Linked DNA regions of Mus musculus: regions 2, 3, 4, 5, 6 and 7 are each linked to region 1. Evidence: chromatin contacts called from public Hi-C, HiChIP or PLAC-seq and promoter capture Hi-C data. All regions are on one chromosome and are shown on one strand. Each heading gives the region's core, a stretch centred on a gene start, on an enhancer-like site or on the middle of the called end of the contact. The rest is flanking DNA. Distances are from core to core; before and after follow the strand shown. Region 1 holds the start of Nudt9 (nudix (nucleoside diphosphate linked moiety X)-type motif 9). Region 2 holds the start of 1700016H13Rik (RIKEN cDNA 1700016H13 gene). Region 3 has its middle 49 kb from the start of Mepe. Region 4 has its middle 22 kb from the start of Aff1. Region 5 has its middle 40 kb from the start of Gm25721. Region 6 overlaps Aff1 (AF4/FMR2 family, member 1). Region 7 has its middle 36 kb from the start of Spp1.

What was found. HiChIP or PLAC-seq counts read pairs in DNA pulled down with a chosen protein or histone mark. A called contact is a pair of places that touch in the nucleus more often than the background predicts. Capture Hi-C pulls out chosen DNA fragments and counts their contacts.
Region 2: a promoter capture Hi-C map of pancreatic islet shows a contact between it and region 1. The contact joins the promoter of 1700016H13Rik here to the promoter of Nudt9 in region 1. A contact is called at or near these places in 6 of 39 promoter capture datasets (the C10 cell line, embryonic stem cells, hematopoietic stem and progenitor cells and 3 more), 3 of 115 datasets of contacts at active chromatin or transcription factors (embryonic stem cells and thymic regulatory T cells) and 3 of 9 other capture datasets (adipose tissue, liver and pancreatic islet).
Region 3: an HNF4G HiChIP or PLAC-seq map of pancreatic cancer cells shows a contact between it and region 1. The contact joins the enhancer-like site here to the promoter of Nudt9 in region 1. A contact is called at or near these places in 1 of 15 datasets of contacts at CTCF or cohesin (the NIH/3T3 cell line), 1 of 484 Hi-C or Micro-C datasets (myeloid progenitors), 1 of 115 datasets of contacts at active chromatin or transcription factors (pancreatic cancer cells) and 1 of 9 other capture datasets (embryonic stem cells).
Region 4: a contact with region 1 is called in a FOXA1 HiChIP or PLAC-seq map of pancreatic cancer cells. The contact joins the enhancer-like site here to the promoter of Nudt9 in region 1. A contact is called at or near these places in 2 of 39 promoter capture datasets (the HPC-7 cell line and fetal liver), 1 of 484 Hi-C or Micro-C datasets (CD8 T cells) and 2 of 115 datasets of contacts at active chromatin or transcription factors (embryonic stem cells and pancreatic cancer cells).
Region 5: a Hi-C map of Th1 cells shows a contact between it and region 1, with 3 times the contacts expected there. The contact joins the enhancer-like site here to the promoter of Nudt9 in region 1. A contact is called at or near these places in 3 of 39 promoter capture datasets (the C10 cell line, liver and pre-B cells), 7 of 484 Hi-C or Micro-C datasets (CD4 T cells, the G1E-ER4 cell line, Th1 cells and 3 more), 2 of 115 datasets of contacts at active chromatin or transcription factors (embryonic stem cells and pancreatic cancer cells) and 1 of 9 other capture datasets (adipose tissue).
Region 6: a contact with region 1 is called in a CTCF HiChIP or PLAC-seq map of the NIH/3T3 cell line, with 10 read pairs. The contact joins the enhancer-like site here to the promoter of Nudt9 in region 1. A contact is called at or near these places in 1 of 15 datasets of contacts at CTCF or cohesin (the NIH/3T3 cell line), 1 of 484 Hi-C or Micro-C datasets (the G1E-ER4 cell line) and 1 of 9 other capture datasets (liver).
Region 7: a FOXA1 HiChIP or PLAC-seq map of pancreatic cancer cells shows a contact between it and region 1. The contact joins the enhancer-like site here to the promoter of Nudt9 in region 1. A contact is called at or near these places in 4 of 39 promoter capture datasets (the 3T3-L1 cell line, hippocampal neurons and maxillary cranial neural crest), 1 of 15 datasets of contacts at CTCF or cohesin (the NIH/3T3 cell line), 1 of 484 Hi-C or Micro-C datasets (myeloid progenitors), 4 of 115 datasets of contacts at active chromatin or transcription factors (the NIH/3T3 cell line, bone marrow-derived dendritic cells, embryonic stem cells and 1 more) and 1 of 9 other capture datasets (embryonic stem cells).

What each region holds. Positions count from the first base shown.
Region 1 is chr5:104,045,463-104,049,352 of GRCm38.p6, forward strand. It overlaps Nudt9 (nudix (nucleoside diphosphate linked moiety X)-type motif 9), which reads left to right and starts at 1,402. Exons shown (of 8, transcript NM_028794.4): 1 at 1,402-1,684. The coding sequence starts at 1,578. It overlaps Mir5619 (microRNA 5619), which reads left to right and starts at 2,541; the gene lies at 2,541-2,601.
Region 2 is chr5:103,653,348-103,657,598 of GRCm38.p6, forward strand. It overlaps 1700016H13Rik (RIKEN cDNA 1700016H13 gene), which reads right to left and starts at 2,377. Exons shown (of 4, transcript NM_028824.1): 1 at 2,098-2,377; 2 at 1,575-1,709. The coding sequence starts at 1,639. Gm42138 (a long non-coding RNA gene) reads left to right here and starts at 2,350. Exons shown (of 3, transcript XR_880498.2): 1 at 2,350-2,775.
Region 3 is chr5:104,372,469-104,376,280 of GRCm38.p6, forward strand. No RefSeq gene overlaps it. Among named protein-coding and RNA genes, the nearest start is that of Mepe, 49 kb to the left of the region's middle. Within about 2 kb of position 2,018, at least 64 of the 459 cell types and tissues checked have an H3K27ac peak or open chromatin away from gene starts, as enhancers often do. A contact at or near this core is called in the NIH/3T3 cell line and pancreatic cancer cells, where this site is marked.
Region 4 is chr5:103,729,819-103,733,961 of GRCm38.p6, forward strand. It overlaps a transcript of Aff1 not described here. Among named protein-coding and RNA genes, the nearest start is that of Aff1, 22 kb to the right of the region's middle. Within about 2 kb of position 2,648, at least 61 of the 459 cell types and tissues checked have an H3K27ac peak or open chromatin away from gene starts, as enhancers often do. A contact at or near this core is called in CD8 T cells and pancreatic cancer cells, where this site is marked.
Region 5 is chr5:103,695,902-103,700,157 of GRCm38.p6, forward strand. It overlaps a transcript of Aff1 not described here. Among named protein-coding and RNA genes, the nearest start is that of Gm25721, 40 kb to the left of the region's middle. Within about 2 kb of position 2,455, at least 67 of the 459 cell types and tissues checked have an H3K27ac peak or open chromatin away from gene starts, as enhancers often do. A contact at or near this core is called in Th1 cells, adipose tissue, pancreatic cancer cells and 2 more, where this site is marked.
Region 6 is chr5:103,776,406-103,780,340 of GRCm38.p6, forward strand. The region is part of intron 1 of Aff1 (AF4/FMR2 family, member 1); the gene reads left to right. Among named protein-coding and RNA genes, the nearest start is that of Aff1, 24 kb to the left of the region's middle. Within about 2 kb of position 2,371, at least 210 of the 459 cell types and tissues checked have an H3K27ac peak or open chromatin away from gene starts, as enhancers often do. A contact at or near this core is called in the G1E-ER4 cell line, the NIH/3T3 cell line and liver, where this site is marked.
Region 7 is chr5:104,397,709-104,401,451 of GRCm38.p6, forward strand. No RefSeq gene overlaps it. Among named protein-coding and RNA genes, the nearest start is that of Spp1, 36 kb to the right of the region's middle. Within about 2 kb of position 2,018, at least 41 of the 459 cell types and tissues checked have an H3K27ac peak or open chromatin away from gene starts, as enhancers often do. A contact at or near this core is called in the NIH/3T3 cell line and pancreatic cancer cells, where this site is marked.

The DNA of each region.
Region 1 (3,890 bases), core at 152-2,651:
TGTCCATCCACATAAGTAAGTAAATCTTAAAACAAAACAAAACAAAACCAAACCAAAACCACTAGCCTGTTTGAGGATACTAGTTAAAGTCACAAGGAAAGATTTTTATTGGCTACTGCTGCCGTAGGAAAGCCTACATTATGAACTGGGTTCTAGTTTCATTAAAAAAAAAAACCAAAATAAAAAAAAAAGAATAGGGATCTTGAAGGCCGGGGAATGGTGCTGAAGGATCTAAGGTGTTCGTGTGTGTGTGTGTGTGTGTAGAAACAAACGTGTTTCTTATGACAGGAGCAGTGGAGCAAGCTGAAAACAACCATCTCTGGAAGGGGCTGGAGCCCAAGGTGATTTATCTTCCTGAGTGCTCGCTCACACCTCAACGACATGTCTACCACATCTCCAGGAAACTGTGGGGTGGTAGGCTTATGCCCCAAAGTGCAGAGAAAGAAAATATAATCTTTACTTTGCTCCAGGGATCTGCCTATCTGTCACCAGGTTTGGGCAGGGGTGGGGAGGAAATTTCCCATACTTTTAGTTTTTCTAAGCGGGCATTTTAAGGGGTGTAGTATAGTCACGAAGGCAACGCCCTGAAGTGTTACTGTGCAGTCCTTTTTTCTTGCTGTCCCATCCCAAGAGTGCTGTGGATTTCAGGATACTGTTAGTATTTGATTGGCCTGGCTTTAAGAGCCAACGCCATACGGTGTGTTTTGCAAGGCCCAAAGTTGATGATAGGCTTAGAATATGTCTCATCAACAATTAAACGAATGAAACCTGGAGTGCAAGCCGCGATGCACGCCTGGCTTTACCACTTTCAATCTGGCTAACTTTAGTCCTTCGTTCGTTATTATCCAGACCGCGTGCCACTTTCACAGCTTGTCTGTAAGTTTTGGCTTTGGGGTTCGAAAGTGGGAAACCGAGGCCGGCTTTCCTTTTGGACAAGAGGTTTATCAGAGTCACCAACACCACGGACAGCACCGTGAAGGGGGCTCTGGGGAGCCCAGGCTGCGTTCCAGGGTTGGGGGATTCCCTCCTTAAGGGTTAGGGGTCACGTGACTGGCCTGATCACGTGACCGGCGGGACGCCCACATTTTGTTGTTCACAGGCGGTCTCTGAATCCGGTATGCGGGCAAGTTTCGAAAAGCAAGTTACTTGGCTTCTGGAAACCAAACCAAGGTGTTTCAAGACTCGTCACTGACTCATCCTACGTCTTCTCAAACCTCGCATGGCTCACGTGACTCCTCCGTACGGCCCTCCTCTCCTGGAAGCACGTGGTCGCCCCTGACCCTCCTTCCGCTCAGCCTCAGGGTTCTGGGTCTCCGCGTCCTGCCGCGCCGCGGCACTCCAGTTCGCCTGCGCAGACGGAGAGGCCTGGCACACAGGTTAGTTTGCGGCGTGGCCGTAAAGCGCGGTCGCGCGTCGGGTACGTCGTGGGGCTGCTGGCGCCGCCGGCCAGCGGCGCTGGGGGAGCGCGGCCGGGTCCTAGTGCCCGCTGGCTGCAGGTTCGGGGCTCAAGGCGGGGCTCCGGGCGAGGCCGGCCACCTCCGAACCCTCGCGGGCCGCGCGCCAGGCGCCAGGCGCCGATGGCCGGCCGCTCCCTGGGGCAGGCGGTAGCCACCGTGTCGCTCTCGGTGGCCCTCGCGTCAGTGACTGTCCGGTCCTCAGCCTGCCGCGCCGTCCCCGCACCCAGGTACCCCGATTCTAGGACGGGCTGCGGTTCCGAGACCTCGGGTGGACCTGCGATCCCCTCCTTCCTTTTCCAGAGGTTATGTAGGCTGTGCTGAAGTACTGGATTTTGGGAAGCCAATAGCAAGGACCCTTCTCGATCTCTGACTTTTTAATTTGCCCATCCAGATAAGGCGCCAACGCTAATTCATAGATCACCAGAGTTTGAAGAGCATTTATGGTGTGTTGCTCCGTGCTAGAGGTGATACCGAGTCCATATAATGGAATATACTGTTAATATATACTGTTAATCTGAGTAGCAGACAGTGTTTTCTGTGCGCTGGAAGGCGCTGATTATTGGCTTTTGGGTAGACTGGAGATGAAGTGTGCGCACAAGTGCCTCAGTACTGGGAACCTCGTTCTTTCCCTTCTCTCCTGGGCGAGGTGGCCGCAACTTTATTTCCTAGTGACTTGGAAAGTTTGTAAGTTTGGTTCTGTTAAGTTCTCTGACACCAGTGTCTTCCTTAAAACACATACCACCCACGCCTCAAGCTTGACTTTTATCTAGGAGGCAAACTCACCAAGCTTTCGGTTCCGAAGAGGAAAGAGGTTAGTTCCCTGGCAATTTGGGCTCCGTGTGAGACCGAGTTTGGAATTTCTGTGGGCTTCCCAAACAGGAGTGACATATTCCTTCACCTCATTGAAAATAGAATTACTTCTGCTGTGGTTTGTAGGCCCCACGGTGCCATCCCCTTTCTGCTTTCCTGACAGTGCTTAAAACCCCTCAATCAGAGTGTCCTCTTTCTGCTGGTGTGGGTTAACACCCTTTATACACCTTCTTCAGTGGGGCTTGCTGAGGGGAGAACTTCCTGCTCTCTGGAAGTCACTAATGGCATTTTTGTTGGTTGTTACCAGAACAACGAAAAGCTCATTGGTGATTTCTAGCACGACAGGGAAAGGAACACTTAAAGAAGTATATCCAGAACTGAAACTGCTTATTCCAAAGAAAAACCCAAAGCTAAGTCAACAAGTGTTTGTTGAGTGCCTGCTGGTCTAGACAGATGATTGTAAAACATCTGTCGAGAAACAAAAGACGTGTAACTTCAAGAGTTTTGTGACTACAGTTTTCTTTAGGAGCTTGGCCCCTCATCCACTGATCACCTTCCATGCCCATGTTTATGTAGGTAGCACTAATTAGACTATCTTAAAAGGCTATCTAAAAGGAAACAGAAGGAGCCAGAAGAGGGGGCTGGAGAGATAGCTCAGCAGTTAAGAGCTCGAATGGACTGGAAGATGATCCCTGTTCATTCTTGGTTGCCAGGTCAGGTGTAAACTCCTGCTCCATTGTCAGCTCTGCGCCCCTGTGCAGGACCCATGCATGAACACACACATGTAATCAAAAATAAAATATAAAAATGTAGGAGAACATGACTGATGGGGTGGAAAGCTGGGAGGAGTTGGGAGGCGGATATGATCAAAATACGTTTATGTGTATGTATTCACTCCTATCTCCAGTGTGATACACCTATATGTATAGAATTTTCTAAAAATAAGTGAATAAAAACATATTAAAAACAATTTTGTGACTAACAATGGAGGGAAATCCAGGGCACAGGAGTTAGAATTTTGTAGTTAGAATTTGTGATTTACGTAGTTTCAAAGATCTTTATTAGTAAAACCTGGAAAGTCAGGTTTCCGTTTCTCAACAGGTTTTGTCAGTGACATAAGTTTGTTCATGTGCTCACATGTAACATGTGTGACCCAAAAATTAAGCTGAGGTGCAACAGGAAATATTAGAATTATTTCCAAAGCAAGGATTTGTGTGGGTCAGTTGAGTGGGCAGTATTGCCAGCACTTAGGAGAGTGACTTGCAGGCGTACACTTACCTCTTATAAATTATGGTATTGAAGATTTTCTTCAGTTCATAGCAGCATGCAGCTATTGGATTCCTTTCCTTTCCTCTCCCTTCTTTTCTTCTCTCTCTCTCTCTTTCTTTCTTTCTTTCTTTCTTCTTTTTTTTTTTTTTTGTTTGTTTGTTTGTTTTTCAAGACAGGGTTTCTCTGTGTAGCCCTGGCTGTCCTGGAACTCACTCTGTAGACCAGGCTGGCCTCGAACTCAGAAATCTGCCTGCCTCTACCTCCCGAGTGCTGGGATTAAAGACGTGCGCCACCATGCCCGGCTTTCTTTTCTCTCTTTCTTCCCTTCCCTTCCCTTCCCTTCCCTCCCCTCCC
Region 2 (4,251 bases), core at 1,127-3,626, 390 kb before region 1:
AGAAGGAAGAGGAGGAGGAGGAAACAATTTTTAGGTACCACAGAGTGCAACTTCTGCACAGCAGTGCTTCCATTATGTGCTCTCTGTATTCCACGAAACCAGCAGGTCTTAGACGCGCATTGTTTCAGTGGCTCACCCCACCCAACAGACAGACGTGCATTGTGTCACAGATGTAGGCATTAAAGCTAAGACACAGTGTGCAGAGATGCCAGGCTTGGAGCTCAGGGTTTCAGACTGGAATGCCCACGTTGTTATACACAGCCTGCCCAAGAGGACAGGAAGCTAAACTGGCCCTTTGTACCAGCCAAAAACGTGCATCTTAAAAACACAGGCACTGTTAGTACATTTGTACACTATAACTGGGTTTTAAGATGGCAGTAGTAAAGGTGTTTTTGAATGACTGAAACTAAAGAAAAATGATACACAGATAATAAATATGTATGTGTATATATAGACACATATCCACACACATATATACAAATGAACCCATTATTTTAGATGCTAACCTAAAACAATACTTTTAGAATGTCTTTAAACAAGGTGACACAGTGCCTCCCAGAACGTAAGCATATGCCTTTGGTTTGATCAACTTAGAAACCTCTCTTTTCTCATTTCAAAGGCTTGCTTCGGTGTGAAGTCTTGCTAGAATTGTCTATTGGCTTTAACTGTCCACTTGACACAGCCAGGAGTGGCCTAAGAAGGGATACTCAACTGAGGGATTTCTCAGATCACAAGGCCTCTGGCCATATCATCTGTGGGGAATGGGGCCCAGCCCGCTGCAGGCTGTGCCACTACCTGGAAGGTGATCTGGGATAAGGCTAGCTGAGCGTAAGCCTGTGAGCTTGCCAGCTAGCAGCGTTTCTCCGTGGTTTCTGCTTCAAGCTTCTGCCCTGCTTTCCTTCAGTGATGACGTGTAATCTAAAAGCATCCTGGAAATGAAGCTGACTAAATCCTTCCCTCCCCTGAGTGCACATTTTAACTTTTCAGATTATTTTATGTAGGTGTTTTGCTTGCATATATGTCTATTTCACGCATGCTTTGTGCCCATTTGGTCCAGAAGGGGGCGACAGATCTAATAAAACCGGAGTTAGGGACGGTTGTGAGCCACCTTGTGGGAGGTTGCAGGAAACCAATCTCAGGTCCTTTGCAAGAGCTCTTAATCCATGAGCTTCGTCTCTAACCCCTGTTCATATATTCTTACAAAAGTACCATTCAGGAAGCTGGAAAGATGGATCACCCATTAAGAGCACAAACAGCTTTTGCAAATAGGACCTAGGTTTGGTTGCCAGCATCTACAGAGAGACGCTGTAACACCTGTAACTTCAATACCAGCGGATCCGACACAGTCTTTTGGTCTTCATGGGCACCTGCTCAAATGCAGTGTGAATACAGAGGCAGGTACAAACAAAATAAAAATAATTTTCAACTAGTCTTTTTAAGACAAAATCTAGATCCATTCAAGTGCTTCCATATACTCCAGTAACAATGCGAACAGAAGTGCCCAGCCCCTGTTGCAAGCTCCAGCCATGGTAATGTGTGTGTGTGTGTGTATGTGTGTGTATGTGTGTACTTACACTTTATAACAGCTGCCCTTCAAAATGGTTTGTACTGTGTTCCTTCTTGGCAAGCCATACGCCATGACAAATGATCACAGTGGTTTCCTTACATAGGAGCCTGATGTAACATCTGCACCGCTGTTTGCACTTTGCCTGAAAGAACAGCGACAGGCCTAATTAACAGCTCTCATTTGAATAGTTTTATGGCCAAATAATCAAAGGCTAGGAGAAAGCATTTAGGGCTGTCAAGAATCATAAACATTCACTGGACCTGAACCATGAACATACGAGCTAGTTCTGTTCATTTCCAGGAAGTCGCTCAATCAGTTCAGTAAGAGTCTAAGGTGAGGGAAAGCCAGGCGAGGGTCATCCGGAGCAAGACTGCAGTTGGTAACCCCCACCCCACCCCCCCCCACCCCCCACCCCCCCCACCCCCGCACCCAGGCACGGTAGGCGGTCATTGAGTACTCCTGAGTCCCGTCGCCTGGTCTCGTAGCTGCGCGCCCTAGTGGTTGTGGTGGGGACAACGACCCAGCCTCACCGGCATGGAACCCCAGGGGTGCGCTGGCTACCTAAGGGCACGGCCCTTTCCTGCTCTCAGTTCCAGACAGAACCGGCTAGGGCGCGGTAGCGAGTGCCGGCCTCGCCCTTCCAGCCCGTGCTGCTCCCGGAACCCCTGTACCCCACAGGTCAGCCGCACCCTGGCCGCGCCCCCGACCCAGGGCAGCTCGCGCTAGGTGCACATGGCCGCGCACTCGCAGCGGCCCAGCCGCCGACTTGCGCCGGCTTGCTTGCTCGTGCTCCTGCTTGCTGGTGCGCCTGATTGCTCAGGTGCGGGGCTCATCAGGCGCTCACCCGGCGCCTACCCTGCGTCACCCGGTGCCTCAATAAAGGGCTTTGTGTGCGCGCGGGGCGCAGATCCAGCCTGCCTAATGGGAGTCACTTCGCCCCAGTGGGTGACAGTCATTGTCCCACGCCCACTCTCGAGGATCCAGCGACAGCTCCGTGTTCCTGTTCATGTAGGCACCTCTTAGGGTCCCAAGCAAACCGTGGCACTATGCGGGAGGGTTTTGCTAGAGTTGTCCCTTGCTAACACCAGGACATTCCCTGTGTCCCTCCGTCGAGCCTAAATGACGTCATAAAGCAAAGAGGCTATCATATGTGTATGTTTCACGGGTTATGAGAACTAAAGACTAGGCCTGAGAGCTTCTAGCCCGAGGTAAGGGTTATATCATTGTGAGTTTAGTATCAACGCTATGAAACAGAGGGTTCTGTTGAGAGGGAAGGAATGAAACTCCTCCATTTATAGTGAATTCAGGGCGAGCTTTTAAGGTTAAATACTCTGATCCCTCTACCTGTCGCTGTTCTTTTCTGTTTTTGTTGAAACAGTCCAGACTGGCCTAGAACCACTATGTAGCCCAGGCTTGCTTCAGACTTGCAGCAAATCTATTTCAGCTTCCCAAGTGCTAGGCTGGAGCTACAGGAAAGTACCATCCGCCCTGCCTAGCAAATTCTCCTAGCGCAAAGAATGAACACACACACGCACACACACACACACACACACACACACACACACACACACACACACACACACACACACGCAGAGCAGGATAGTGATCTATCACTGAGCCTAGAATGTCCCGGAAAACATGTCCGGGCTTCCTCCATTTTCCAAAAGAAAAAGAAAAAATAAAAGTTGTGGGAAGTTACGGGACGAGCTGCATGATGGGATGTCCGCCAGCAACTGCGGAGCTGGCTTATCTGTAGAAGGTACTTCTGTGCCTACAAGAAACTAGAATGTATAGAAGCCCGATTCATTGTGTCTGTAGTCCAAATGGGGAATGTCTGTGCCACAGGGGTGAAGCCCCCCACCATGGATTATGTGACCAGTGTAGGAGAGTTCAGCCCGATTTGATTTCAGTTAGCATAGATGGAGACTGCAATGTGCCCACCAGCCTTAGTTTGGTTCCAAGCACCCGTGTGGTGGCTCACAGCCATCAACAACTCAGACTCCTGGGTGTGCAGCACCCTCTTCTGAACTCCGAAGGCACCAGGCATGCATGGAGTGCACATACATACACAGTCTTGACTGAAACTCCATAGAGACCCAAAGCTAGAACCATCAACTCAACAGCTCCAGGATTTCTGGTTGTTAGAAAATAAAACAGATTTAGAATCTAGTTCAACTGAACCCAGGGGCCATCTGGTTACAATACTCAGCACCAAAGTGGCTCTTGTGGTGGCATATGTGTGCATGCCCAGCATTTGGGAGGTAGAGGCAGGAGGATCAGAATGTTGAGCCTATTCTTAGCCACAGAGCCAATAGTAGACTAAACGACATGAGACCCTGTCTCAACAACAAATATAATGTTCATTGGTTTAATCCATTAACTGTTGGAGTAAAGTTTATACAGCAGATTATATTGCATATACCATGTCTTATTGTGAGAAGAGTACTCTTTATAGAAAAAAAAACTTTTTATTTTATTTTTTAAAAGAAATTCTTTTTTAAAAAAAGATTAATTTATTTATTCATTATATATAAGTAGACTGTAACTGCCTTCAGACACTCCTGAAGAGGAAGTCAGATCTCATTATGGATGATTGTGAGCCACCATGTGGTTGCTGGGATTTGAACTCAGGACCTTTGGAAGAGCAGTCAGTGCTCTTACCTGATGAGCCATCTCTCCAGCCC
Region 3 (3,812 bases), core at 768-3,267, 330 kb after region 1:
GTGTGTGTGTGTATATGAGACACAGTCCACATAGTGTTAGTGTTACTTGTATTATATAATTTCAGGGCTGACCACTTAGTATTGAATAAGCAATGAAATGTTTTCTTCCCTGAGAAAAACTATTTCTCTCCTTCTCAGCATTCCTTGTTTATGGGTGGGGCCCCATGACATTTGCCTCTTCTGTGTTAGCATGTCTATTGGTGTTGTGCTGCTCAAGTCTTGTTTAAGCAGCTGTCTTATTGCAGTATCATGGGTGAAGATGCCCTGTTATTTCTAGGAAAATTAATTCCCTGGTCCTTTGGCTCTTACAGTCTTTCTGCCTCCTCTCCTACCATGAGCCTTGGGCCTTAGGTTCAGGAACTGCATTTTAGATGTATCAACTGGGGCTAAGCACCCCATGATTAATTGTTCTGTACCACTAGCCTCTATTTCACCATTAGGGGTATCATACTACGCTGGACACTGTTGTAGCTCACAGGCATCCTGGCTAGGTAGGACTCTTACTTGGTTTACCACCTTGGCAGCTTGCATTACACCCTGCAGTTCTATGAGATCTAGTCCTCAGGGAATAGACTCCCAGGTCAGATCCCACTCAGCTCCTCAAGGCCTGGGTCTGAGGTGAATGGTGTTTTCAGCAATAGGGACTTCAACCTCTGGGAAGCAAGCAAGGGCAATAACAATAGCTTGTATTGTTTGGGGAGTCCCTCTGACCAACAATTCCAATGGGGTTGCTGCTAATGGTTCTTGGTGTGTGCATGTGCGTGCGTGCGTGTGTGTGTGTGTGTGTGTGTGTGTGTGTGTGTGTATAAATTGTTATCAACCCAAGTAGAACAACATCACTTAAACTGTATATGTATGTGTATGTGTATGTGTATGTGTATGTGTATGTGTATGTGTGTGTGTGTGTGTATGTGTATGTGTGTGTGTGTATGTGTGTGTGTGTGTGTATATAAATGGTTATCAACCCAAGTAGAACAACATCACTTAAACTGTATATGTATGTGTATGTGTATTTGTGTGTGTGTGTGTATGTGTATGTGTATGTGTGTGTGTATGTGTATATGTGTGTATGTATGGATGTGTATGTGTATATGTATATGATGTATATGTATGTGATATATGTATATGTATATGTATATGTATGCCCAGAGGCAAATGCTACATCTCTTTCACCTGTAATCCCTAGCTCCAAATCTTCATATGAGAACATTAAGCTGGAGTAAGCACAGGTACCAGGAAAGTAAAGGGGGCACCATGCAGTGAGGAGGGGGCACGTGCAGTGAGGAGGGTGGCACCATGCAGTGAAGAGGGTGGCACTGTGCAGTGAGGAGGATGGCACCATGCAGTGAGGAGGATGGCACCATGCAGTGAGGAGGGGGCACCATGCAGTGAGGAAGGGGCACCGTGCAGTGAGGAGGGCGGCACTGTACAATGAGGAGGGCATACTGGAGAGCACTTTATTTGGGATAGGGGGAGCGAGGAGGGAGAGGGAGAAGGGCAAAGTAACACTAAGGAAGTCTGTCAGGAACATTAGCAATCATATTTTTACCTGAAATTGCATGCATACATACCTCCTTAACTAAAGAAACTAGGATTCAGAAAGAGCAAGGGAGTTATGCAAGGCTCAAGGTCAACAGGGGTCAGAGGGAACTTACTCTCAAGTTTTCCTGTCCTTACATACTGTACATTCCTGTCCATGCATACATACCCCTTTGCTCTCTTATGCTAACATAAATGGATGAAAATATTTACAATTTTTAAGTGACTTCTGTATATGTTCAGTCTTGGTGATAAGCCCATGAATTTGGAGAAATGTACATTATTCTTTCTATTTTACACTTCACAGAACTGGAGCAAAAGCAATGGCTTGCCCAAGGTCAGCTGGTAAATCAGGATGGAAGTCAGGGCAAGGCGCCAAATATCCAATTTCCTGTGTGGGAGTTGCTTTCACAATATCATATTCCTGCTAGTGGAGCCGTGAGATCGCAAGGTCATTGCATCCCGGGAACTGTCTGGGGACTCGCACTTGCCTATGAAGTGGCCTTGGGCAGGGACAGGGGAGGGCATGGCTCTGACTCAGAGCTGCCTAGAGCCAGCCAGAAGGTCAGGAAAGCTCACCTCTGTATGTGATGTAGCAAGCCACATCCTTGTCTATTTGTGTGGACATTCCCGAGAATTTCTCTGTTCCCCTCCTCATGAATTCTTCTTTAGCCTAAACGTGTAATTTTTTGGTTTCAGCAAAATATTTATCTAAGAGAGTTAGATACTCTGGACTTGACTGATTGACCTGCAAGTCTTTCTCAGTCTTGTAAGCATTTAAATGTTTCCTGGACCCCTGGCAGAGGCGATTCTTTCAGAATAATGGTTCTGTTTAGACTAGTGACAGTCCCATGACCAGAAAGTGAAATGAAGCAAACAGGCAGAGAAGGAGCAACACTGTACCTGACGTTCTATCAAGGTCTTTGTGTGAATTATGTTATTTAATCTACCAAACATTCTGTGAGATAGGAGTCCTCATCACTCTGCCTTTGCATGTGGGTAAACTGAGGCACAGGAAAGGTGAGTCATTCGGCTAAAGTTAAACAGTTTGAAAGCAGCAGGAAAAAAAGGTTGACCGCAATTTGAACCCCAGAATTTGTATCCTTATCAAAAGCATGAATGAGTGTTGGCTCAGACCAGAGGAAACTGCTCATATTACCAGCAATCACCATCCATGCTCATAGATCATTTGTTTTATGCATCAAGTATTGGGTTAAAGCCTTACGTCAATTACCCATTCCCTCTTGGGACAGCAATACCATCAAGTAGGGATAATAGTTGCAGCCAATTAGCAGTTAAGAAAGTAGCGACTAATAACTTGCTTGGGTCCCACAGGAAATTGCTAGCTTTAGTCAAGGAAGACTCATTAGCTTCAGAAGCTGTTTACAGCCAGCCTCTTAATCCAGAGATGACATCATCCCTAGACTACAGGACATTCCTGCATCCATTGCCATGGCAACCATCCCACACACCCCCACCCACCCTCCAGCATGCCTTACTTGCATCACCTGCCCTTGTCAACACCTGAGTTTACCTACCTCTCGGATAAAAGACATGGACCCCAACCCATCTCTCTCTTTTTCTCTTCCTTGCTTCTCTTTCAATAAAGGACCTCTCTGGTGAGAACTGTGCTGGCTTGGCGTGATCTATCCAGGAATACACTATCCAAGAATACACTGTTTTCAACTAACAAGACTAGCTGCCACATTATAGAAAATTAAATAATACACAGGAGACTCTACAGCAAGTCAGTAGACCCGAGCCCACTCCTTCCAAAGTCACTAGAACTTTCTTTTTAAGAGTATAACACTCTAAGCAGTTATTTGAACTAGTTCCTGACAAGAGTTTTTTTTGGTTCTTGGGGTTTTTTTTAAGATTTATTTATTTAATTTTTTTATGTATATGAGTACACTGTAGCTGTACAGATGGATGTGAGCCTTCATGTGGTTGTTGGGAATTGTATTTAGGACCTCTTCTCACTCCAGTCAGCCCCACTCGCTCTGGTCAACTCTGTTGGCTTAGTCCCTGGTCGTTCCAACCCATAGATTAATTTCTTATTATACTGTACACTGTAGCTGTCTTCAGATAAACCAGAAGATCAGATCTCATTACGGATTATTGTGAGCTACTATGTAATTGCTGGGATTTGAACTCAGGACCTTCAGAAGAGCAGTCAGTGCTCTTACCCGCTTAGGCATCTCACCAACGCTTGACAAGAGTTTTGAAGGCAAAGATTACTGGGTGATTGATTAATCTTGCCTGGTACAGGAAAC
Region 4 (4,143 bases), core at 1,398-3,897, 310 kb before region 1:
CTCCAGGGTTTTAGCTGAGTGAAGTGCAGGGTCTGGATGTGGCTCAGTCCGGAGGGCTTTCCCTACAAGGAACAAAGACAGTTAAGAACATCAACTCTGTGTCTCTAAGGCAGTGAACGGTTCTCGACCTGTGGGTCATGACCCTTTCACAGGGATTGCCTATCAGCTGTCCTGCATATCAGATAGTTACATTACATTTCATAATAGCAAAATCACACTTATGAAGTAGTAATGAAATAATGTTATGGTTGAGGGTCACCACATGAGGAGCTGTGTTAAAGGGTCCCAGCATGAGGAAGGCTGGGGACCACAGCTTTGAGGACTAGCAGTCTACCTAGGTATGGTACACAGTAAATGAATAAATAATTTAAAAATGAAGGAAAATTGAATTCTGCTGTCAGGAATAGTTATGTTTTCTTTCTTTCCTTTTCCTTTTCTTTCTTTATTTAATGTACATGAGTACACTGTAGCTGTCTTTAAACACACCAGAAGAGGGCATCGGATTCCATTACAGGTGCTTGTGAGCCACCATGTGGTTGCTGGGAATTGAACTGAGGATGTCTGGAAGAGCAGTCACTGCTTTTAACCTCTGAGCCATCTCTCCAGCCCTCCCTTTATTGTTGTTGCTAATTTTTTTTTCTTGTTTACTCATTTATAGACAGGATCCCATGTAGCCCAGGATGGTCCCAAACTTTGCCAAAGTTGACCTTTAATTCCTATTCCCCTTTGCTTCTTCCTTCCAAGTGCTCAGATTACAGGTGTCCACCGTGCAACCCCCCCCCTTTATTTTTTAAAATGCCTGGATTTAGAAGATGTCAAGATATAAATGGGCATTCCTTCATAGTACGTTGTAGAATTTTTATAGTCATCCTTACTGAGATATGGTGTTTTCTTTACACTCAGTTCCTATGACGGGCAAGGATCTTAGGAACAGAACTTTGGTGACCTTTCAGAGGGCTTTATACTGAGGGAGGTGGGAATGAACTACTCTTGTTAAAACAAGCTGGCCAGTGGGTGGTAGGTAAGCTACCGGGAGAGATTTATGAGCAACATCCTGTTCTGGAATCATTGCTGGGGACAGCAGAGGGGGAGCAACTGCTACATTAATCAGGAAGGCAGCTCTGGAATGGATGTCGGCCACTGGAGAATCTGAGGTTGATCCCCCCTGGTGGTTGGTAGTCTGTGTACCACATGGCTGAGGACACACTTTGGGTCCAGCTCTTGAGTCCACACAGGTGTTGGTGCTGGTTAGGTGGGTCCATTTCCCTAAGGAGAAAACAGAGCTGAGTAAGATAAAGACAGATGCTACTGTGGCCAGAGCCAGAGTATAGTCTTATAATTGCTTCCAGAATTGTAAAGAAAAAGAGAGGTGAGCCATTTGGGAGGGAGGAGGAGGAGATCATGTGTGTTGTGCTGGGTCTGATATGGGACCATGGTCACCTGCTTTGTTCCTCCCATAGTTTGCAGTATCTCTGACTCAGCCATAGCGTGTGTGTGAAACCTAACATCTTGATGGGAGGGTGAAGTCTTGGCCTAAGTCATCCTTCCTTCAGTGAAAGACAGATCAGTCCTTCAGCAGAAGAGTGGATTCTGGGAACATGGCTCAGCAGTTGAGAACACTCGCTGCTCTTTCAGAATCAAGAGTTCGGTTCCCAGAGCCCACACCAGGTCATAACTGCCTGGAACACCAACTCCAAAAGGATGCACCATCTCCGGCCTCCATAGACTGCACTCACGCAGGCAAACAGTCATGCATACATGGGTTCTTTTCCTTTAAAAGGGGCTATGGTTAGAATGTAGCTGGGTTAGCAGAGTGCCTGTCTCAAATGCACACAGCCCTGAGTTTCATTCCTAACATTGTATAAACTGGGTGTGGTGGTTCTCCTGGGGTGGTAGCAGGAGCCACAGGCCATTCTCTGCTAGTTCTGGGCTGGCCTGGGATTCCTGGGGTTCTTATAGGTAAATATTTAAGATCACACCCTGTGCTTGAAAGTCTACAAATTGAAAATGAAAGGATCCTATTTTTTACCAGAAACAAGATAATTTTTATCCACCAGGTGTGATGATGCACCCTTTTAAACACTGCATCCAGGAGGCAGAGGCAGGGGGAATCTATGAAAATAAGTTTCAGGATAGCCAGGGCTACACTGGGAAATTTTATCTTGAAAAACAAGCAAAACAAATATTATTTCATTCTAGATAAACGTGTGGGTTTGGGAGTAGAGTCATTCAAGTTGTTCAATATAATAACCCCTCCCCCATTTATATATTCAAAGTCAATAATTGTATGTTTTTAAGCTGTGGCTAGAGATTTGCTTCATAGGTAAATTTATGATGCTACTCAACTAAATATTATTACACTGGGTTCCATTTCCAGTGCCAAGTGCACATCTATACATCAACATGTGCGCACACATTCACAGATGTTATTTAATAAATGTCAAAGGCTAAGTGGTTATTCTTCTACTCCCTTTAGAAAATGGGAATGTTATTCAGTTACTGTATTGTCACTGATAAAACCCCAAAGGAGAAGCTTGTTTCAGCTCTTGATCGCAGAGGTTTCACCGCATGGTGGTTTGACCCTTATGACAGTCATGGTTGGTTCATTATGTACACATAGGAGACTTACTCACCCCATGTTGGCTGGAAATCCAACAGAGGGGGTGAGGGAGAGGCAGATGGAGACTTGATCCAATATCCCCTTTAAGGGCACACCCAGGGACCTTCCCAACTTTAGGTCCCATTTCGTAAAAGTGCTACCACCTCTCAGTAGCTCTGCAGGTGGGGTAGAGTGTCACATGGGCAAGGAAGCAGCAAACTGTGAGACTAGAGATCGCATTGAGGAAGGGACCCCAGGTCCCTGGGCCCAGGGTTGGTAGGGCATCGAGGGTCTGTAGGAGAATTGTTAACAGGACATGGAGGCCACTAGATTGATTCCAGAGAGGCAACATGTCTGAGCATGCCTTGGCTGTCTTAGGCCGTGGGGAAACCCCCTTTCAGTGTATGGGAGTCATACTTCCCTCTGACTTTACAGAGAAAACAGAAGTAGAAGAAGGAAACCATTCCAGGGTTGGGGCTGGTTCTGTGTTCCCGGAGGTCACTCTTGTGTTTTGTAAAAGGGTGGGAAAGAGCACCTTAGCAGCCTGGCCAAGGTGTTCTAAGGAATGACCACCATGCTGGAAGCTTATTGGGGGAGTGGAAGGGGAGTTGGAAAACAGGCAGAACCAGAGAAATGTAAGGGGGTGGGTACAGAGAAGGACAGAAAGAGAGAGAGAGAAGAAAAGAACATCTGGAAATATGTGGGAACAAAGAGAGAGAGAGAGAGAGAGAGAGAGAGAGAGAGAGAGAGAGAGACAGACATAGATTTAGAAGAACAGTCTTCTTTTATGCCTAACTTGTGGCTAGAACCTGGTAGTCAGAGAGGCAAGCCGTTGCTAGGTAACTAATGAGCAGAGTCTAGAGGAATTGCCAACATTCCTCCATTTTTGTTTAATTAAAAATGAAATAGGGGCTGGAGAGATGGCTCAACAGTTAAGAAGAAAACTGATCTTGGGGGCTGGAGAGATGGCTCAGTGGTTAAGAGCACCGACTGCTCTTCCAAAGGTCCGGAGTTCAAATCCCAGCAACCACATGGTGGCTCACAATCATCCATAATGAGATCTGACACCCACTTCTGGTGCATCTGAAGACAACTACAGTGTACTTAGATATAATAATAAATAAATCTTAAAAAAAAAAAAAAGAAAGAAAGAAAACCGATCTTTCAGAGGTCTTGAGTTCAATTCCCAGCAACCACATTGGTGGTTCACAACCATCTGTAATGGGATCTGATGCCCTCTTCAGGCACACAGCTGTACATTCAGGCCGGGCACTCATATACATAAAATAAACTACAAAGGGGTGATTGGTGGGGCAGGAATGGAGTGTGCTCTTTAATTGTTTCCTGCTGATTTTGGGGCAACAGTTGTCTTAGGGAAACCTAAGAAAATTGGAATGTTGGTTAAATCCTGGAAGAGAGTTGGCTGTTTCATTGCTGTCCAGGGTCTGTGGGACCATCTACAGCTAGGAAAGTGCTGGCCCACTAGACTCTTCTGGGAGAGTAGTCTGGATCGCTTCTGGGTTGCTTCTTTGGAGCTGTCCTGG
Region 5 (4,256 bases), core at 1,205-3,704, 350 kb before region 1:
TGTCCATGTGAGGGTGTCAGATCCCCCGGAACTGGAATTATAGACAGTTATGTACTGACATTTGGATGCTGGGATTTGAACCTGGGTCCTTTGGAAGAGCAGCCAGTGCTCTTAAGTGCTGAGCCATCTCTTCAGCCTGTTTTTATTTATTTATTTATTTGTTATTATTATTTTATTTTATTTTATTTTATTGGTTTTTCGAGACAGGGTTTCTCTGTATTGCCCTGGCTGTCCTGGAACTCACTTTGTAGACCAGGCTGGCCTTGAACTCAGAAATCCTCCTGCCTCTGCCTCCTGAGAACTGGGATCAAAGGCGTGTGCCACCACGCCTGGCTTATTTTTATTATTTTTGAAAGATAAGTGGAAAGACTTCCTTGCTTACCTCTTGCATCAAATTTGCATAATTTCTCATGGAGTTTGTTGGATGTGAAAGTGCAAGTCCTGAAATAGTCCTATATTTTCACTTTTTAAAAGCCAAAGCTGGGGCTGGAGAGCCGGCTCAGTGGTTCCTGGGTTTGGTTCCTAGTGGCCTCAGAGCTCTAGATGACACCCCCATCTGGCCTCCATGGGCACCTCCAACACAAAAGGTTGTTGTTGTTGTTGTTGTTTAAGACAGGGTTCCTTTGTGTAACAGCCCTGGCTGTCCTATAACTCTATTTGTAGACCAGGCTAGCCAAGAATTCACAGATTTGCCTGCCTCTGCCTCCTGTGTGTGCCACCATCCCAGGCTCCAGATAAATTAACATTTAAAAAGCAAAGTTAAATACCTGGTGTGGTGGTGGTGGTGACACACATCTTTAATCTTAGCAAAATCGGGAGGCAAAATTGGGCAGTTCTCTGAGTTCAGGGCCAGCCTGGTCTACAGAGCCAGCTGCAGGACAGTCAGGGCTACACAAAAAAAACAAATAAAAGACAAAATTAATTTATATTTGCGTGGGATGGCATACCTCGAAGACATCACTCTTAAGGCTGCAGAAGTGTGTTAGCTGCTGCTTTAGTTGTTTTGGCTTTGAGACAAGATCTTCTTCTTCTTCTTCTTCTTCTTCTTCTTCTTCTTCATCTTCTTCATCTTCCTCCTCCTCCTCCTCCTCCTCCTCCTCCTCCTCCTCCTCCTCCTCCTCCTCCAAGCGGGAGCTGCCATGTGGTTGTTGGGGATTAAACTCCATACCTCTAAAAAGAACAGCCAGTGCTCTTAACCACTGAGCCATCTCGACAGCCCTAAGAACAGGATCTTACTGTGTAACCCTGGCTGGCCCGGAATGGCTTTTTGTTTTATTAATGACTATCTGTGTGTGCATATATGTGGTATATATGCATGTATAGATGTGAGTGTGAGCACCTGCATGTGTTCATATACAGGCCAGAAGAGGATATCAAGTGTCCTATTCTACTACTCCCTGCCTTATTCCCTGGAGGCCAGGGTCTACCCCTGACTCTGGAGCTAGGCTGGCGTCTGACAGGCTCGAGCAGCCCTTTTGTCTGTATCCCTCACAGGGCTGGGATCACAGCACCGCTGAGTCCACGCTTGGCTTTTCTTGAGTTCGAGGGATTTGAAAGTTGGTCTTCATCCTTGTTCATTAATCCACCTTACCCACTAAGCCATCTCCACCCCCATCCTCACTCCCATTTTTTAAGATCGGGTTTCGTGTAGCTGGCCACAAACTCTGTACGTAGGCGAGGATGACATTGGATTTCTGATTATCAGCCTTTAACCCCAAGTACAGCCCTGGGCTACCATGTCTGGCAAGTGAACCATGGACCTGGTGCATGCTAGGTAAGAACTCTATCACAAAGCTGAGCTGTGCCTGCAGCCCTCTGCAGCACCCCACAGCCCCTGCAGCCCTCCCCGCAGCCCTCTGCAGCCCCCCGACCCCCCTGCAGCCCCTGCAGCCCTCCCTGTAGTCCCTGAAGCCCTCCCGGCAACCCTCCCCAACCCTCTGCAGCCCCTGCAGCCCCTACCCCCCATCCCCTCAACTCATTGTGTTTACGTTGTATCATTGCAGAATTGACTATGGCCAGGGTTGCTAATAGGAGCTCCTCTTTCTCAGGCTTCAGGACAGCTCTCCTTTAGTAGTATTCTCCAGGGAAGAAAGTCAGCTGATGTTCTGAAATTAACTGGCCCATTTTAAATATGACTAAGTGTTTTTTTTTTTTTTTTGATAGAGTGACTTTTTCCTACTGAAAGAGCTTTGTGACAAGCAGAGCCTGAAGGGAGCTAACATTATGAAATACCTTGTTCACTCCTGATACTTCTTGAATAGAAAGCATCTTCTGTGTGCCAGACAGTGATCTAAGCATGACATTGGGGTAAAACCCTGATCCTCCAAGAACAATCAGGTACACTCCCAGGGAGCATGTCTGTGCTTACTTCCCGTGACCTACCGCGCACACCTAATTGTAGCTCTCAGTTGAGTTCGTTTTCCCCTTTAAAGTCAGGAAATTGGGCTGAAGTTGAATAACTCTCCTCTGACTCAAAGCCTGGTGCACTTTCTAGCATGGTACACTCTGTTGGCTATGTTGATATGTGGTTTCCTGTTTTTCAAGAATTACAGCTTGACTTAAAATATAAATAGTATTTCTCCTTGGCTAAGTAATTCTCATCACAACTATGGTGTAAGCATTTTCTTCTAGCATCCCAGATATATATTTATATGTCCACAATATATACTATGCACATGGAAAACATTAAGTCAACCCATTTAACAGACAAGTTGTATTGATCTGTACCGAGGATCTTAGCTAGACCAGTAGTACAGATTTGTAACTCCAGATGTTCAGAAAACAGAGACAGGAGGATCACAAGTTCAAAGGTAAGAGCTGGAGAGATGGTTTAGTGGTTATGAGCACTGACTGATCTCACAAATGACCCAGGTTCAATTACTAGCTCCCACGTGGTTGCTTACAATGCAGTTTCAGGGGATCCAAAACCCTTTTCTGGCCTCCGAGGACATGGCAAGGACACCTGCACAGACACACGCATGCAAAGCAAATACACACATAAAATAAAAACTAATTGGATCTCAAAAAAAGAGAGACAAGTTTAAGGGTAGCCTTACCAAGTTACTTGTTAAGACTTTTATTATTATTATTATTATTATTTATTATTATACTGCTAGGCATTGTGGTACAGATCTTTAATCTCAGGACTTGAGAGCCATAGGCAGATGAGTCCTTGTGAGTTCAAAGCCAGCCTGGACTATATAGTGAGATCCTGTCTTATGAAAACCACACAAATAATAAATCAAACAAAAAGGGCTGAGTATATAGTATTGTAAAAGATGAGGCCACTTTCCTGGAGTTGTGGAGTAGAGACAGGCTTCCTGCCTACCTACTTATCAAGTAAGAGACCTAGTCTCGAAAACAAGGTGGATGACTCCTGAGGGACCACTCCCAAAGGTATCCTCTGGCCTCTGCACCTTACAAACTGCCTTTTTTTTTTTTTTTCTTTTGTTTTTTTGAGACAGGGTTTCTCTGTGTAGCCCTGGCTGTTCTGGAACTCACTCCATAGACCAGGCTGGCCTCGAACTCAGAAATCCGCCCGCCTCTGCCTCCCAAGTGCTGGGATTAAAGGCGTGCACCACCACTGCCCGACTATAAACTGCCTTCTTTAATTTAGAAAAAAACCCTTTCGAGAATTTATGGAAGCTGTATTTGTGGGTTTCAAGAATTCATGCCTTGTAAAGTCCTCCTCCCCATACCATTGCCTACAGCCTGGGAGATAAGTTGGGTGTGTGTGTGTTGATGCAGTCATTTAGGTGTTACATACTTCAGAGCCACAGATGTCCCCATTAGTGCCACAGTCACTGTTTCTGGTCTGTCTGCGAATGCTGGTGCAGAATTTGCATTTGTAACCAGGAGCTGTTGCTGCTTCTATTTCTGGAACAAGGTTCAGCACCACTGCTTATAGCAACGGCTTAACACCAGGGTTCTGCCCTGGATGTGCAGGCTGATGCGTCTTTAATGTGTCTCCTGCCACTTCTCAGACTCTGGGCAAAGCAATTCGCTTCTGGTCAAGGAATGTGAGGATGTTATATTATCCTACTTACAAGCTAACAAATTAACCCGCCTGGAGACCTCTGGGTGACAGCAGAGTGATTTTGTCATTTGTAATGGTAGTTGCTAGAGTGACAGTATTCTCTTTTCTTACTCTTGTTTCCTAAGTGCCAATTGGCAAAAGACACTGCAGTCTCAGGGAGCAAGCTGTGTTCCAGGAGGGAATCCAGAGCTCAAGGAACCCCCTCTTTTATAATTGGCTG
Region 6 (3,935 bases), core at 1,121-3,620, 270 kb before region 1:
GATTTATTTATCTTCCTCTATGTGTATGGGTGCATGTCAGGTGCCTACAGAGGTCAGAAGAAGGCACTGAGTAGCTTCCTAGAACTGAAGTGTCAGATGTTGTGAACTGCCATGTAGGTGCTGGGAACTAAACCTTGGTCTTCTGCGTTGGGCATTCTCAATTGCTGAGCCATCTCTCTAGCCCTAATATACATACATACATACATATTACAAGTTATATGTTATATATTATATATTAATTATGTGTCTGGGTGTTTTGCCTGCATGTATCCCTGTGCACCTTGTGTGTGCCCAGTGTCAAGGGAAGCAAAGGTATTCCTTGGAACTAGAGTTACAGCCTGTTAATGCAGTGCTTTTAATTGCTTGGCCATTGCTCCAGCCCTGTTCTCTATCCCATCCCCCTTTATTGATATGTGTGGAAGGCTTTGTCTGCTGTGTATTGGAACACCTAGCCTTTCTTCTATCTGTGTCTCTCGTTTCTGCTGGGTAGTGCATCACCATAAGCCAGCTTAACAAAAAGGCGGGTGATTAGGCTTCTCTACCTGTAGATTAATAAGATCTTCCCTCTAAATATATCTGCATGTATTCCAAGGAGAAACGGTCAGTGTGTCATAAAACACCAGCCCTGGCACTTGGACTTTGGATCGTGTTTTTCTCTGTTTTACTGCAGGCTGTGAGCTTTTGCTTCTTCATACACAGGGATCTAGAATTACAGTTTGGGGCTGATCTACTGTTTAGAGCTTTGCAAAATAATGATCACAATATTTCTTTACTCCATTTTGTTTTGCCCTGTGTGTGTGTGTGTGTGTGTGTGTGTGTGAGAGAGAGAGAGAGAGAGAGAGAGAGAGAGAGAGAGACTCCGCTAAAATAGTATATGAATATCTTTTTTGTGAAGCAAATGTTCCAACAAAACTGTTTTTGAACCTGAGTCTCTTGGTAGTCCTGGTTCCTCTAGAGCTTGCTCCGCAGACCAGGCTAGCCTGGCCTCACAGAGATCTGCCTGCCTTTGCCTCCCAAGTGAAGATATTGAAGCTGTGCACTACCATGCCAGGCACAGAGCTGAATATACACAGAATGCTCCAGGAACCACATTGTCACTCAACCACGTCACCCTAGTCTCCTGGGAAACCTAACAGAGTGTAAAGTGTGTTAGAACCTATGTAGAAGTATGTGCCAGGTTCTTCTGCAAGGTGAATTAACATGGTGTTTCCTTAGAGCCGGTATCAGTCTAAAACTTGTAACATGCATCTCAGGTATGCAAACTGCCTCAGAATGGAAAAAGAGACTTTATGATGCGTAACAAGAATTTAAATTTCTTTATCGAGTGTAGTTACTCTCAGAGGAGAGTGAGTGGCCAGGAGGTTCCCTGAGCAGTGTTTTCAAGGCTGATTTAAATTGTGTGAAGGTGGGTGTGGGGTCCTAACACAGATGATCAGCCCCAGGAATACAGCTGATAGAATCATTGTTGTCTTCTGGAGGGGCCCCCGATTGCTTTTTTAAGTGTCAGTTTGAGTGTTTGGGGGACCAAGTCCCCCCCCCCCCCCCCCCCCGATTCAGCTTGTTGTTTGTAGTGTGTTTTAGGTTAAGGGAGCAGTATTAAGAATGGAAGTTTTAGCTGAGTGATTTTTATTATGAGAAAGCCTCTTGCACATTCTTTTCATACACATGGAACTGGGGGGGGGGAGTAGTCTCTTGTGTTTGGAAACATTTATTTTTGTCTCCAAAACACGGAGCTGTCCTCTGTAAGCAACATTGGGAGAGATACAGTTTAATGGCAAACTAATGTAATTTTAAAATGCAGTGACAGTTTTTCCTAAAGCCAATGTGTTAAAAAAAAAAAAAAGAAAAAGAAAGAAAGAAAGAAAGAAAAAGTTCCCAAGCTTTTGGAATGGAAACAAAGGACAGAAGACAAATGTAAGCCAGGCAGAACCGTTTCCAGTGCTCTAAAGTCACGTGACAGAAGCCGCCGATCCCGTTCCTTCACTTCTATCCACTTGTGACACAGGGACCCTATTTCGTAAGGCAAGGTGGCTGGAAGCCGTGAGTCTTATAAGTTGTTTTGTATGGTCAGGGCAGGACGGCAAAGAGCTAAATCAGTGAGTCAGAACCCAGTGGGTTGATTTCTTTCTCCTTCTCTGGCTACAAGGAGAGACGCGTGAAAGAAGATACTCCTCCCCCGTACTCTCCAAAGGAGAGTTAAAACTTTGAGCATTAATTCTAGAGGGAGCTGGTGACATCTTTGAGAGAAAGGCATACACGGAGTGAGCAGTCAGGGGTGATAAATGGGTAGTCAGCTGTTCACAGGCAGCCCCGTGGGCCCTGGGTTGCCATGGGAGCATGAATGGCATTCAGCATTCCTGATTGACTAACCTAGTTTAGTGACAAGGCTTGTGAGCTCTGAGCTCTGGCCTGGCAGAAGGCTCTTCAGGTGGACCTTACCACAGCACGCTGCACCATGTCTCCAGCCCAGCTTGGGCCTTTGTGTGGCTTGAGGCCTTCCTCATCTCTCCCCCCCTCCCCCCAGCCTCTTTGACTCCTTCCCTCATTAGTGGTAAGGAAGAAGAAGAGAGGACCCCCGCCCCCATGCCTACAGAGTTGGGTTTTCTCAGTACTTTAACTCCTCGGTGACACATTCCATCCCCCAAGGAGAAGCCTTTGAGTAAATGCACCCTGACAGGCCCAGCATGGGGCTGACTTAATCACCGTACTCTGAAGAGGTGAGGAATTGGAGCTGAATTTTTCAGCATTTTCACCACCTCTCTGAAAGTCAGCACACCCTGTGTGTTTTAGGTTTCCAGAGGTTCGTTCGGATTTTTTTTTTTTTTTAAATTTTTACCCGTTTTGTGTGGGGAGTTCTGTCAGTGAGAGTGTCGGCTGGCTTGTGTTTATTCTGCAATGCAGTGTTCTGTGCGTTGGAGCATAAGTGCTCTCTCTCTCAAGGGTCCTGGCAGCGCCTGACTTACACTTGTCTTCTGCCCTTGTTTCTGTCCCTAGCACCCAATAGCTTGGAAACTTTTCACATATTGGTTTTATGAAAAATGTCGACACGTTAAACTGTATCTGTCCAGATGTTGATTAAATAAACTCAGGGCAGCTCAAGGTTCTGAAGACTCAATTTTGTCTTTATTTGTTTCCCTCCACCCCCACCCTGCCCCAAAACATTCTATGTCCCCCTTTCTCAACCATGAGTCTGTGATCATCAATACCAAGGCAAAAGTAGCCTCCTTGCCCTTTACAGTCAGCAGGAGCAAGGGTCATGAACTTTGCCTGTATTCTGGAGGCAGGGGGGACTTGTAGATATCCTTGTAGATATCCTTGTGTTCTGTTGACTCTCCAGGATGCAGAGCATCCTGATGCCAGACTGTGGTTGCTGAGTGTTATCCCTGTCTGTGGATGTCTTTAGTGTATGAGACATGACTTGTGAGTGCAGAGGTTACTGTGGGATCAGTGACCCCCAAGTGTGTAAAATCTAACAAGGATCTAAAGAAGGATTGTATGCAGCTCAGTGTTTAGAAAACGGAAGAGCAAGCGCCTGTTGAGGCCCCTCTCAAGGAGCTTCCTGTAAGGGCTTTGTGGAATCAGCCGAACCAGTCATGCGTTCTGTGGTTCCGAGATTGTTCTGCTGGTAGGGATAATACCTGGGTTGCCGTGCACCTCCTCGAAACGAAGGAATTAAGAGTGATTAACAGCTAGCACACCTTAGTCATCACTGCCCTGTGTAACTCAGCCCAGCGACTGGGAGCGTAAGGCTGCATCACTAACCAAGCTTGGATTTCCAGGGCTTTGTGAGACAGTCAGTCAGTCATTGAGCCTCTTTTTTTTTTTTTTTTTTTTTTTTCCCAAATTGGAAAATGGGTCTTTAAAGAAATTCTACTTTGTCAGGTCTGATTGAAAACGAGAGAGAGAAAGAGAGAGAGAGAGAGAGAGAGAGAGAG
Region 7 (3,743 bases), core at 768-3,267, 350 kb after region 1:
CTTTCTTCTACTCCAGCTTTTCCCATATAATGTAAATCTAGTCTCTGCTCTGAGAAATTTCTTTCCAGGGACATCACAAAGGCCATTGTTTGGATTTGTCCAGGTGCAAACAGCACTTCCATTGTTAAAATTAGAAACTGTCCGGCAAACAAGGATAAATGAGTCCCCTAAAGCGTTCCTCCTCATTTCCATGTGTAACACTCATTTCGTAGTATTTCAGCTTTATATCTCCTTTCCTTAGTCTTTCCACTCTGCTGGCCTACGGGCAGCTGTGAGTTTTTCATGTTCCTGGTGCTGCTGCCTCGGTTTCTAGCATATGGGAGATGGTTCTAAAAGGTTTAGCTATCAGTGGAGTTTGTAGCATAGCCCTGAAGTCACAGACAATCTAAGCAAAGTGAAAATTTTCCATCACATGACAAAACAAAAACAAAAAGAAGAACACTAAACACTGGTGTGATTTCCTGTGCTCTCTGGGATACTCTTGCCCCATCTGCTTTTAAATTTTTGAGTTAAATCCAAATATTCATAGTTCTTGACAGAACACACTTAGAACAAACAAAGTCTCTACTATGAATCTCTGACTGTTTCAGCATGCCTTTCTTTCTCAGTCTGTTACCATACCCAAAGCAAATTGAAAACAGATTTGATATCCAATCTGGGGAGACTTCTGCCATTTCTTTATTTTCCTGAATGATGATAAAGTTGAACCACTCTTGTAACCTGCTTCCTGAATGCTGTGGCAGCCAGAGCATAGATGTGTGACTCTCTTTGATCTCAATGTCCCCTGAGTCTCTGAACTCTGCTCACCTCTGTGGAAGTGTCCTTGGCTGAAAGTGCCCTGCAACTTCATCACAGCGAACAGGACAGGAGCTGAGGTAAACAACAACAACAACAAAAAAAAAAAGATCTGGACAAAGACATCATTTAGCATGGACCACTGGTTCTACAGCCCCTGTTCTAAGCAGTGAGTCCATTTGTTCCCTGAATCTAAGTGTGACTGTCACGCTTATGGACAAACACACGGATGGAGAGCATGGACGGTAAGGGAGTGAAGGAATTAAGTCTATATCTTCCACCATCTGCATTTCAAAAGGGAAAGGAGATATATCAAAACCTAAATTGCACACATCCAGAAACAGAAGCCCAGTAAGAAGATAAGGAATCGCTAATGAAAGAGAAGAAGATGCTTGCAGTTTTTAAATGAAGATTGACTATATTTTGCTGGTCCATGTCTAGACCCACAAATGACAAAAGTCATTCAGAAGCATAGCCCACCAAACAAAGTAAAGTCCCTCTCACAGAGGTACTCTGGTATCACCAATTCCTTACTGGAAAATACTTGGAATACCTCCAAAGTTTGATGTTGCAAATAAAGGCAGATATACTGTAGCTTGGGAAAATAGCTTAAATTCTACTTAAATCTTTTCAGTAAGACATAATAAAGTGGAAGCTCTTTATAAATCCTCCTTTGAAAACACAAGCGTCCATATGCATATGGTATGAAATTCTCCTATGTGTCATGACAGGAAATGAATGTCTGATTACTGAGCTGCAGCCACCCAAACTGATTTGAGCCCTGGGTCCCAGCTCTTTGTTTATGTGCACCGGCCAGGAGCTTGTGAGCGAGACATAGTAACAATTTCACCTCCTATTTCTTGAAGAGTCACCTGCCCCAGGGCTGTTCATTGTTATTTTACTACTTAGTGGTTTATGAGATAAATGGTTAAGCAGTGGTGTGGGGCAAGCGGATTTTCAAAGCATGTGTAGCTGCCGCGCTGTCTAGATATGAGAGCATAAAGCTACTTGATCTAAAAAGGACAAAAAAAAAATGCCCCACCTCCTTCCACAGCCCTACTTTCTGCTTCCACTGATTCATTACTCATTAAAAATGAGACAACTAAAATAGACTTAAATAAATAATGGTTTTTATCTAACCTGAGAAAAATGTCAAGATCCAAGTAAGGTCGTGTTAAATGTTAACTTCTACCGGGAATCAAGGCTGCAGGATCCGTGGTACAGCTGGGAACTGGGTTTTATGACTCGCTACCAAACTGGTTGTGTTGAGCAGGGAGAACAGCAGGCACTGTTAATCATTGGGCACCATCTTTTGAAACACAGTTACTTCTTTGTGTCCATGTCCTTTCTTTTCTTTTCTGTTTTTGCCCTTGGGATTCTTTGGGTCAATGATTTTCTGCTCTGAGCCCCTATCATTTATTTGATTTTCCCATCTGATGGGTGACCAGCTAAAGCAGCAGCCCCAGGGTGTTATTTTTAAACTATAAGAATTGGTAAACACTCTCAAGTTTCAGTAACTAAAGCTGTTAGCTCCATTTTTTTCCCCAGAATATCTTTTTAAAAGTAAGGCAAAACAAAACGTCACTGTGATCAGCCCCACCCCAAAAGAAAATGGATGAGTGTGGTTTAATGAGATAGCCTGAGGGAAATACATTGGGAGCAAGAGGTGGACAGAGGATGGATAATGCACAAAGGGATGCAGCATGGACCAACCAATGAAGGGCTCAACTGGGAAGGCTGTTTAATACCAGACTGATGACCTAACTTTAATTCAAAAAATGGACATTTGCAAATTGTCCTCTGACCTCTACATGTATGCCATGGCATTTTCTCTCTCTCTCTCTCTCTCTCTCTCTCTCTCTCTCTCTCCTCCCACCTCACAGGCACACACACACAGGTGCACATATATACAGAGAGGCATACATGCATACTCACAGGCACACACACACACACAATAAACATATTACAGAATTTAGTAGGGTACAATTGGGCAAGAATGACTTGTAATATCCTACAACACAGCAGGGTAACTGAAGAAATAAATATCCAAGGTGATGCTGTGCCAGTTACCTGATCTGATAAATACATCATACAGATGTCATAAAGCATCAAGTGGTGTGATATAAATATGTATCATGCCCATGTGTCGATATAAATGGAAAATCAAAATATATATATATATATATATATATATATATATATATATATATATATATATCTCACATACCTCAGAAGGTAACCCAAATATGATCTTTATTGCAGATTAGTAGAATTTTCTCCAAAATTAACACTGATCCAGATGGTATTTGGAAACCAATGGCCCAATTCCAGCTCTAAATTTTAGCTGAAAAAAAGTGTAAGGTCAGAAATTGTTAGCCAAGACATATATTAATGTGTTTTACTATAGTAACTTATTGACTTTCTATCTGCATTCAGTTACATTGGCTAATAAACAGACATGACAGCTCACCGCAGCTCCCACTTTCCCTGCAGAACAGTGAGTGAGTCAGCGGATCACAGAGATGCTCGCACAGATGCGGGAAGAGCACTGTTCATGATAGCCAAGTCCCAGAACGAGCATCTGTCCACCAACAGAGGAACAAAGGAAGAAAGTGTGGTATATATACACGTGGGAGTTGGTTCATCCGTAAGGATGAACTTATGTCATTTCAGGGAAATAGATACAACTGGTGATTGCCATTTTAAAGTAACTCAATCAGATTCAGGAAGACAACTATCACATTTTCTCTCGTTTGTGGATCTTAATTACAGAGTGTATATATGTATATGTGACATGGAAGTAGGAAGAAAACTGTCATGGGATGAAGGATACAAACAAAAGAAGAGAGATGTGGGCATTAAAGAGCATGCTGAGGGAGGTATGGCCAAGACATACTGCATGTCTGCAGGAACACATTGTGAAACCACATGCAGGTACAATGAATACA